2 separate regions of the Mus musculus genome follow, and region 1 is linked to region 2. The links are chromatin contacts, called in public Micro-C maps. All regions are on one chromosome and are shown on one strand. The core of a region is the stretch at or near the end of the contact, and the rest is flanking DNA. Distances in the headings are between cores, read along the strand shown. Region 1 holds the start of Egr3 (early growth response 3). Region 2 holds the start of Gata4 (GATA binding protein 4).

Evidence for each region. A called contact is a pair of places that touch in the nucleus more often than the background predicts.
Region 1: a contact with region 2 is called in a Micro-C map of embryonic stem cells, with 15 times the contacts expected there. The contact joins the promoter of Egr3 here to the promoter of Gata4 in region 2. A contact is called at or near these places in 8 of 484 Hi-C or Micro-C datasets (embryonic stem cells, epiblasts and stem cell-derived epiblast-like cells) and 2 of 115 datasets of contacts at active chromatin or transcription factors (both in embryonic stem cells).

Annotation. Positions count from the first base shown.
Region 1 is chr14:70,074,282-70,078,828 of GRCm38.p6, reverse strand. It overlaps Egr3 (early growth response 3), which reads right to left and starts at 1,512. Exons shown (of 2, transcript NM_018781.4): 1 at 1,231-1,512. The coding sequence starts at 1,384.
Region 2 is chr14:63,243,432-63,248,154 of GRCm38.p6, reverse strand. Gata4 (GATA binding protein 4) reads left to right here and starts at 2,884. Exons shown (of 7, transcript NM_008092.4): 1 at 2,884-3,004.

The sequences.
Region 1 (4,547 bases), core at 263-2,762, 6.8 Mb before region 2:
GGTCCTTGCCCAGGAGTAGAGGGTGCGGCCGGCTGGAGTGCGCAGCGCGTGGGGTAAGAGGAACGCCGAGCCCGGCGCAAAGCGGGCGGTGCCGCGCTCCCCGGCGCAACCTGGATACAGCAAAATACTACGGATCGGGGTGTGGAGTGGCTCCGGCACACACACCGCACACGCCGCGCACACACTCACGTACCACACACAGACACGCACGCGCGCAAGAGAGCATTGTTGTTCTTCCCGAGGTGGGGCGGACAGGTAGCTGCAGCTACAGGTAGTTTCAGACCCGGAGCGCGCCCGGCTCTCGCTCTCCAGCACACACAACTCGGCCTCTTCCCCCGGCCCTGTCTACTCCAAGACGCCGCGCCTTCATGCCCCAAGCGAGGTCCCCCTACGCGCGCTGAGCCCGGGTGGCCGACCCAAAGAGCTTCGACGCTTTTGTCCTCGGAGCGCAGAAGGGTGCCGCCCGTAAAGGGAGCCTCTCCCGGCCCCAGTCTCCTCCCGGCCTGAAGGAGCTTTCTGCTCGGGCTGGAGGGGAAAAGCCTAAACCCAGCTAAGGAGAGTGGAGAGCGGCGGAAAACCAGCCCATGTCTCCACGGCGGGAGCGGCCGCCGTTCCCAAGCTCCCGGGTCCCAGGATCGCCCCCGGTGGCAAACCCTTTCCCCCGCCCCGTGGGTGAGCCCCCTCCCTCTCCCCACCGTCCCCACACCCCCAATGGCTTTGCTGAACGCCCCGGAAAGGCAGCGTCGCAGTACCTCTCCCACCGTGGGGACTCCACGCCGCACATGGCTCCATCCCGGGTGGGAGGCTGAGGGAGTAAGGAGGGGGGAGAGCGCGGGTGAAAAAGACGCTGGGCTCCTCCCGAGAAAGGGGGCTACAGCACCACGCCTTGCACGCAGCCCAGCGATCGGGCCCCCTGCGTGGGGAGGGAGAACCCCAGAGCTGCTCGCACCTACCTCCCTCCAGTCGGCGGCTGCCCCCACCCGGGAGAACCGAAGCCTCAACCGTGGCGTCTCCAACCAAGCCTTCCCGATCTCGGAGGGCGGGAGGAGTGGGTGGGAAAAGCAACTCGCCCCCCAGAAAATTCCCAGCGCGCCCCCCATCTTTCCATCCGTCTCTCCATCCATCCATTTCTGCATCCATCGATATGTGCATCCATCGCTAGCTCGCTCCCTCCTCCTCGTCCTCCCCCTTTCCTTCCTCGCTGCCTCGCCGCCTCACCGCCACCCTTACCTGTAGCCATCTGATTGTAATGGGCTACCGAGTCGCTGCTGCCGGAGAAGAGGTTGAGCGCGCTGGGGATCTCCTCGGGGTACAGATTGTCAGGCAATTGATTTAGCAAACTGCTCATGGTCACCGGCAGCTTCTCGGCGAGTTTGCCGGTCATAGCACTCCCGAGCTACCGCCGCCACCGCCGCCGCCGCCACCGCCGCCGCCGCCTGTTCCTAACGCAGCTTCCAGGCGAGCGGCATCCGAGAGGCGATCCGTGGTGCAGGGGAAAAGCATGCGAGAGGGAAAGTTCGGAGGGAGGGGGGAGTGAAAAGGGGAAGGGGTGGGTCAGGGGAGGGGATCTATTCTTTTTTGGAGGGGTGGATGGGAGAGGGGCAAAGAGGGTAATCCTCTCGGGTGCCTCGGCTGGTGCGGTGCGACGCTGGGTCGTGGGGGTGGGGTGGGGCGTGTGCGAGGAGTGGGATGGGGGCTGGGCTGGGGGGGTGATCTAGGCTCCAGGGGGTCAGACGCGGCTTCAGTATTGATCTCACAGACACGAGCCCGCCGACCCCCCCCGCCCCCCGATCTGCCACAGCCGCCGCCGCCGCTGCCGCCGCCACCTCCTCTGCTGCTGCTGCCGCCGCCGCTGCTATCACCACCAACCAGCCCCGCCGCTTCCTAGCTAGCTCACTGCTGCCCAAAAGCTCCCAGCCAGGGAACTCCACCAGTCTATTTATCTGAGCCCCGGGAAAGCTCCGTGACGTAGCTGCCCATATATGGACAGACAAAGCCCAGCCGAAGGGGCGCGACGTCACAATGGAAGCTCCTCACAATGGAACATTAGAAAGCAGGAAGCGGGCCGCAGCCAACGTGCAGCGCCCGCACCGCTCTCCGTTCTTTAAAAAAAAAAAAAAAAAAAAAAAAAAAGTCAATTAGATTAGAAAGAAGGAAAGCGAGAAGAGAAAAAAGAAAGAGGGACGAAGCCGAATGCAAAGCGCGCGATGCGCAGTGCACAGTTGAAAAACCCTGTAACTAAACATGTAGGTTTTTATTTGAGGACAGCATTAGAGACAGAATTTAGTCGTTGGAGGAGTGGAGTTGTTTGCAATTGGTCTCCAGCACTCCCAGCATTTAGAAAGAGTTCAGTACACCAGGACACAGGTTCCTTAGCAGTCTAGGAATGGGAGAGGTGACCGCTTCAAGCCAGGCTCCCCCACACAACTTCTGTCTTTCCTTCTTATCCTTGACTGGATTCAGATGGAGAGATGAAGTATTTTCCTTTGGGGAAGGGGTTCTAATGTCCTAAGGCTTCTTATTCTTGGACACTTAGAACTTTCGTGCGGACATCATTCTGATTCACCGCCCGCAGCCCCGGCCCCTCCCTTGGGGTTCCTGACCCCGCGCTGACTCTCAGTTGAGCGCAGTGGCCCGGGAATGTGTAGCGGATTAGCTAGTTGCGCAGTGGGCAAGAACTTTTAGGGGCGAGGGTATGAGGGTTTTGTTGTTGTTGTTGTTGTTGTGGAGATTAGGAAAGAGTGAAGTTTAGGGGATAGAAAACACGTGCACCAAATAATTCCCAGATAAATTCCCTAACGGTTCTAAAGCAAACCCCTTTGGCCACAGGATGGCAGGAGGGCCCAGCAGGCCGGGGCACAGTCGCTATCTACTGCAGCCGGCGAAGGGCTTGCGGCTGAGTTACTGCGGGAAGATGTGAAACCCACAGATTCTAAGCCACCAAGGCGGTCTCCTCCAGTCTCTACTCTCTGTCTCCCGCAGGGTTGTCCTCATTGCTGCCTGAGGGTGCCTTGCAGTCAAGGGCGGCCCCCTGTGCCGACCCAGGGTGCTGTCACCTCGACAGCGGATCCCGGGGGTGGGTGATGTGTTCCCCGAGGCCTGCTCCTGAAGCGCGCAGCCTGGCTGAGAGCGAGGGGGAGGAGAGGGAGGGAGCACGGAGGCGCGACCCCGAATCACACCGGGTTGGCGGGGGAGGATTCCCTCCTCAGTGGCCGCGTGGGCGCGGTGAATCCCGCGGCCCCCGCTGGAGAGTCGGGGTTGGGGGAACTTGCATCTCTCAGGGGGAGTGGGAGTGTTGACAAGAAGGAAGAGAGGATCCCCGGGCCTCACGCCGTGGGAGGTCCATGCGGGGCCGGGGGACGCGTGGGAGGAACTCCCTAGCTGCGCATTGTGATGGGGGTGGATGACAACCTCACTCCCTCTTCCCTCCCCTCAGTTTGGAGGAGAACATTGGGTGGGAAGGGCCCAGACTCCCCCGGATCTCCTCTAGCTCTTAGGGAAGGAGGGATTCCCGCCGCCCGTGAGCCCCCATCTCTGCCACCCCCACCTCCTCTCCCTCCAGGCTACCCATTCCTGTGCTCTAGAGGCTTTGCGCCCCCGGGTTCTCCTCCGCCCGCGCGGCGCGGGGAGACTGCGCGCTGCAGCGGTCCCGGGCTTCGGCCGGAATCAGGGCATGCAGCGCTTCCCGCCCCCGGCTCCATCCCTGGAGGGGGGAGCGGCTGGTCAGGGGCGTGGGCGGCGGTGTGAGCCTAGCTGGGTGCGGGAGGGGCCTCCGCGGCTGCAGGGAGGGTCGCGGGGCAGCGGGCCAAGCCGGGAAGAGCCATACAAGGAGCGGATCCGGTGACGCGCCGGCCGCGCCCCTTCTCCTGCTCTATTTGGCTGCAGATTCCGGTCCCCGGATTTGCATATTTTGGCATCCAGTGGAAAAGGGAAGAACGGAACCCGCAGCCTTTAAAGGAACCGCACAGACTGTAGCGTCACCTAGAGAGGCGGTCTGGCGGGGGGGGGGGGGGTGCGTGAAAAATTAGCCTCGAGCTCTGGCCTCTGGCTGGAGAGCCAGGCAATTGGGGAGGGGAAGGGGTGCCTAGGGTACCCGCAAGCTTTGGGCACGCCTCTGCATTGCTTCCTGCTGCGCGTGCGAGGGGAGGCTGGCTGACTGCGGTGGGAGGGGCGGGGTGTCTCGGTGGGTTCCTGCCTTCTGCCTGGACTTGCTGCGAGGTTCTCGGCCCTGGACCGAGCAGCAGGTCTAAGATGGACTGCAATGCCCGTGTCTCCCCGCGTGAGGCAGAGATCAGCCTGACAGGGTGGTGGGAAGGAAGTGGAAGGCCTATGGCAGCCCAGCTCAACTAGCAAGGACCCAGGATAACATCCACTTTTCCACCTGTTGGGCTCTCTCCATAGAAGGAGCTGGGGGTTCTGTTCTTTTTCCATATGGGCCTATAGTGGAAGCATTTGGGATACTCGAAGGCTTTCCGGTCCCAGTGTCAGTTATTGCTTCTCCAGGGATGGCTGGAAACACTTTCGAGGATAGTTAGCTTGTTTCAAAG
Region 2 (4,723 bases), core at 1,635-4,134:
ACTTAAGGCTGGATCATTAGACTCTCCACCTTCACTCTGAGCAAAAAGATCTAAGAAGGTTGAAGGTGAGCCTGCCGCCTCTGCCCAGAGACCATGGGAAAGGAAAGTAGAAAGGGGAACGTGAGCCGGGTTGAGCCACCCCCACCCCATCCTAGTGACATAGTCCTTAAAAATAGCCAAGTCTGATCCTCAGCGTTGCCCAGCCCCCCTCCTCTCTTTGGCCTCCCTAGTCTGAGAGGAGCCGATAACCCCCCTCCATCTCCAGCCAGCAAGGCCTTGAAATGCTCCCCGCTCCTGGCAACGCACAGAGGTCGCCTAGTTCTGGTTCCAGCAGAGGAAGGGAGCAACTGAAGGACCGGAGGCAAGGGGAGGAAGGAGGGAGGGAATGAAGAAAAAACCAAAAGCGCCCAAGAAACGCGTCTGGTTTGACTCTCAGCCCACACACCGGGAAAAATTTGTTGTGTGGGACCCAAAGTGTGGGGGTTAAGTCACAGGAAGCTGAAACAAATGTCTCTGTCCCAGGCGCCTTCAGAGTCAGAGATCTGTCTCGGGCCTCCCGCTCGCAGCAGTCAGCTCAGCGGGAGATGCCTGGAGACTCCTGGAAAGGAAAAGCGGTCTGGGATGGTCTTTGGCTGATCTTAGCAAGAGCGAAGGATCACCCGATTCCCTAAGAGACTTCACTGAGTCTCTCAATCGCACTGAGCAAAGTATCCCCAGACTATCTGGGGTACCCTCCTTTAAACCGTTAGAACTTGGTTTTCAGGAAGGCTGTTGGGTGGGTAGAGGTGGGGATGGCTAAGACACAAGGAGAATGTCGCCTGGCAGCTGTTGGAGACCTTGGCGACACAGAGGCGTATCACACATGGCTGTTCCCCCAGACACTTAAGCCCCGAGCTTCAGACTTCATGGGTAACAAAACCAGGAACGCTAGGTTTGGCCCCGGAGCTTAGCGCATTTTGGTCTATGAGGGACACTACAGTGAGGCAAATCTGAGATCTAAGGCACACAAGTCAGAGAAAGAGAGAGGGGGGGGGGAGGGGGAGGAGGAAGGGAGGGAGAGAGAGGGAGAGGGAGGGATAGAGGGAGAGAAAGGGGGAGAGGAGAGAGAGAGACAGAGAGACAGACACGCCTCGTTGGCTTGGGCTGTGGGCCTTTGGCTTCGTTTCTCTTCTGCTCACCAGGTAGTTGAGGGTTTCTTGTAAAATAAAGCAAGGGCCACGCCATTCTCTGCATTCATCCGAGAGTCTCAGAGGAGATGTTGTGGGAGGGTTCCTTGATGCTCAGCGATGGCCTCTGAAATCCTCAGAATACCATCCCTAAAACTTTACCAGATCTCGAACCTGCAGGCCCTGATTCTGACTGGCATTGTTTAGGATTGGGGGGGGGGGCTGGAGAAGGGACCCTAATCATGGGGCCCCAGCTTCCGGGGCGCCCAAGGGCTCAAACTGGCGGCACCCGGGGCTACTTCGGTAAATCAAGCCAGAGTGCGGGCAGCTCAGCACCCCTGACGGGCCTCAGTTTTCTCTCCTCTAGAGCCGCTCTGGACCTCGGGCCCCTTCGGTTTGGAAAAGAGAATTCCCCCGGCGCAGCCGTGCTCAGTCCTTCCTCTGGGATTTTCCTGAGATCCCCACGGGTTGGCCAAAGTCCCACGGGTTTTCCCTTTCAATTGGCTCGGCGTCCCAGCCTGTTCCTAGCGCCTGGGTTGCTTTTGCACTGGCGGGGCAATAGCAATAGCAATCTGCAGTCAGTCCTCGAACTGCGGGAGCCGGTGCCATCCCGAGCCTTCTCGGGCTGCACAGGGTTCTTACCAGGTGGTATTCCAGCCCTCTCCTGACCCCTCTAATCTTGTATTGGAAACCGGTGCCGGGGAGAGAAATGAGGGCTTAAAAGAAGAAAAAAAAAAGTTTAGCCCAAAGCGCGAGAGCCACCAGAGAGCTGTTATCTGCAGCTGAAGGCTGTGGTAATCGATGGGTTATTTTTACGCGGTAATAGGGCCCTGTGATTGCTCTATTAACCTTTAGACCTGTCTGAGGGACTCTCCCCTCACAGCTCCACTGCGCCAGGGCCTACAGGCACTGACGCCGACTCCAAACTAAGGTCTGGCACCCTCCCTACCCCCACCCTAGGGAAGGAACTACAGTCCTTGAATGGGCTCTAAGGTTAGAGACCAGGCTCCCCACCCCCACTTCATCCTTTTGATTGGACCCCAGTCGGTGAGGGCTACAGGGAGTGATGAGAAGGGACGGGAGACCGCAGGAGTGGGAAGAAGTGTCGGCGGCGAGGGGTGCGCGTTTTGTATAAATACATAAACTCCTGGGCTGGTGGAGGTTCTCGGCGCCTTGCAGTCTCCACCGGCTCGTGGGAAGGAGAAAAGAGCGCTTGCGTCTCTAGGCACTGACCTTAAGGGCCAGTTCAGGTTTTAGTGCCTCCTGACCCTCTCCCGAGCTCACTTCAAGGGCCCCGTAGATCTGAGGCTAGCAAGGCATCCCGGGTGACCCAGTGCCCCACCGGCGACCATGAGCCCAGTGTGCGAGGTCACCTTCTCCTCTACCAGCCCCGCCCCTTGAACAGGGCGCTGGACGTGGACCACTGAGAGTAGGGAGGAAAGAGAAGGAGAATAAACACGATCCTTGGCAGAGCAGCAAACCGCAAGGACGTCGGGCTGCACTGAGGGCAGAACGGAGCGCCCGGCACTGAGTGCTTTCCTTCCCCGAGAGTTCCGCGCGCATGGACTTTGCCTGTTGGGGGAGCTTTGGGAAGAGTCCTGCGGGCGGGCGCCGGGCGGAGGTGCTGCCGGGTCCGGGCTCCCCCGCCCCCGCCCTTGCACGTGACTCCCTTAGGCCAGTCAGCGCAGGCGATCGCTACGCGGGGGCCCGGGGAACCGCGCCGGGAGCAGGGGACAAGCCGGAGGCCCGCAGAGTGGCCGCCCGAGGCTCAGCCGCAGTTGCAGCTCCGCGGACTCACGGAGATCGCGCCGGTTTTCTGGGAAACTGGAGCTGGCCAGGTAGGGTTCCCCGAGTCCCTGCTCTTTTCCGGGGCAGGAGAAACTCACAAGTCCGCCGCCCTAGTTTGCCTGGAATAGGGAGGTAGGTAGCTGGGAAAGGAGACGCCGGTCACTCCAGTGCCCCCAGATTGGCTAAAAACTGCTCCGCTTTTGACTTTGGCCTAGCGAGGACTATTAAATCAAGTGAGACTGATTAGCAGCAAAAACTGATGGGTGCTGGAGAGGTGCGTTTGGATTGTTTGGGAGGGAACATGAATCCTTTTAATCCGTCCTGTTTGCAGATTCTCCAACTCTGCCTTCCATCCCACTGGCCAGGGCCCGTGTAATCTCTCTGACCGACTGACCCTGGACAGGCCGCATAGCCCACACTTTGGGGTGCAGATAGGATAGTGTCTCCAGCCTGCCACGCAGGGAGTGCAGAGTGGCAGTGGCAGGCAGCCCTGGGACCTGGGGGAGGGCTGGAGGCCCTTGGAGATAGGCTCGGAAACTTGCGGATCTCTTCTGCTTTCTGTCCAACCTCCTCAAACTCCTCTAGGGCTCAGGAATTGTGTGTGTTATGCACTGCTGAATACTACCCACATACACCGCTTTCGGGGAGAAAGCGACCCAGGGCCAAAACCCCGGCGGAAATCAGGGATAGTCTTGGGTAGTCGGCTCAAGCTCCCCTGATTCACGTATTCTATCGCTTGGATGTGACCCGGGAGAGTTGGCAGTTGTTACTCTTGGGGAAGAGATGTCTGGGTGATGAACTTTCACCAGGTGGAAGGAAAGAGGGGCTTTTCGGTTGAAAGGAAGAGGATAGTGAGGGACCCGAGGCAGTAAAGGATCCGGGGAAATAAGGCCGCGCTGCTGGGAAGCACCTCGGGAATTTATTTCCTGTACCTTTGGAAAAGGAAGGCAGCCAGGAAGGACGCTTCGGACATTAGAAGAAAGAAAGGTTACCTGGGGAGATTACGGAGGGTTAGTGTATAAGTTGGTTAGTGACCATTCTCAGTGTGGCGGGGACCGGAGAGACCCGCGGGAGCCTAAAGGAAAGACCTGTAAAAAGACACATTCCAGCGCGGTGTATTTTCTGACTCTCAAAAACAGGTTCCAGAAAAGCTGTGGACTAAATCCTGAAAAGAGAAATAATTTTCTTTCTGTTGGGGAACTTGGGATGAACGTTGTAGGGTGATTTGAAAGAGAGAGAAAAGTCTAGGCCAGGCCGGACTAGACTTAAGTGAAAAGATGGAGGTTACTGGGCCCCAGATCATAGATAGGCAAGAATCCACCCAGGAGAATGGTTTCTGGCCTTTCCAGAAAAGAGGGATATCTTCTCCACCTTCTATTGTTCTAGAAATTCAACATCAGGTTAAAGCATCACTCATTTGAAACTTCAGAGAGCTTCTGCCCACAAGCCTGCGATCCCAAACGGATTTAGTGCTTGCAGTTTTTCAGGCTTGCACATTAACACCACACGTATACTGTAAGTTAGATTACAGAATTCTAAATCTCTTCTTTTAACTGCTGTTAGTCAAGAAAAGAAAACGTGTATTACCTTAAAAAAATAACTTCCTGAGTTGACATTATAGAAAGTGTAATTAATTAGGACAACTACTTGACTTAAAAATTGAATGGTGGATTTTTTTTTTAATCAATGTAAATCTGCATAGTTGCTTATCGGAGTCCAGAGATTTCCAGAAAGTTTAAAACTTTATGCCTTTCTTTTTAAAGGGAAAA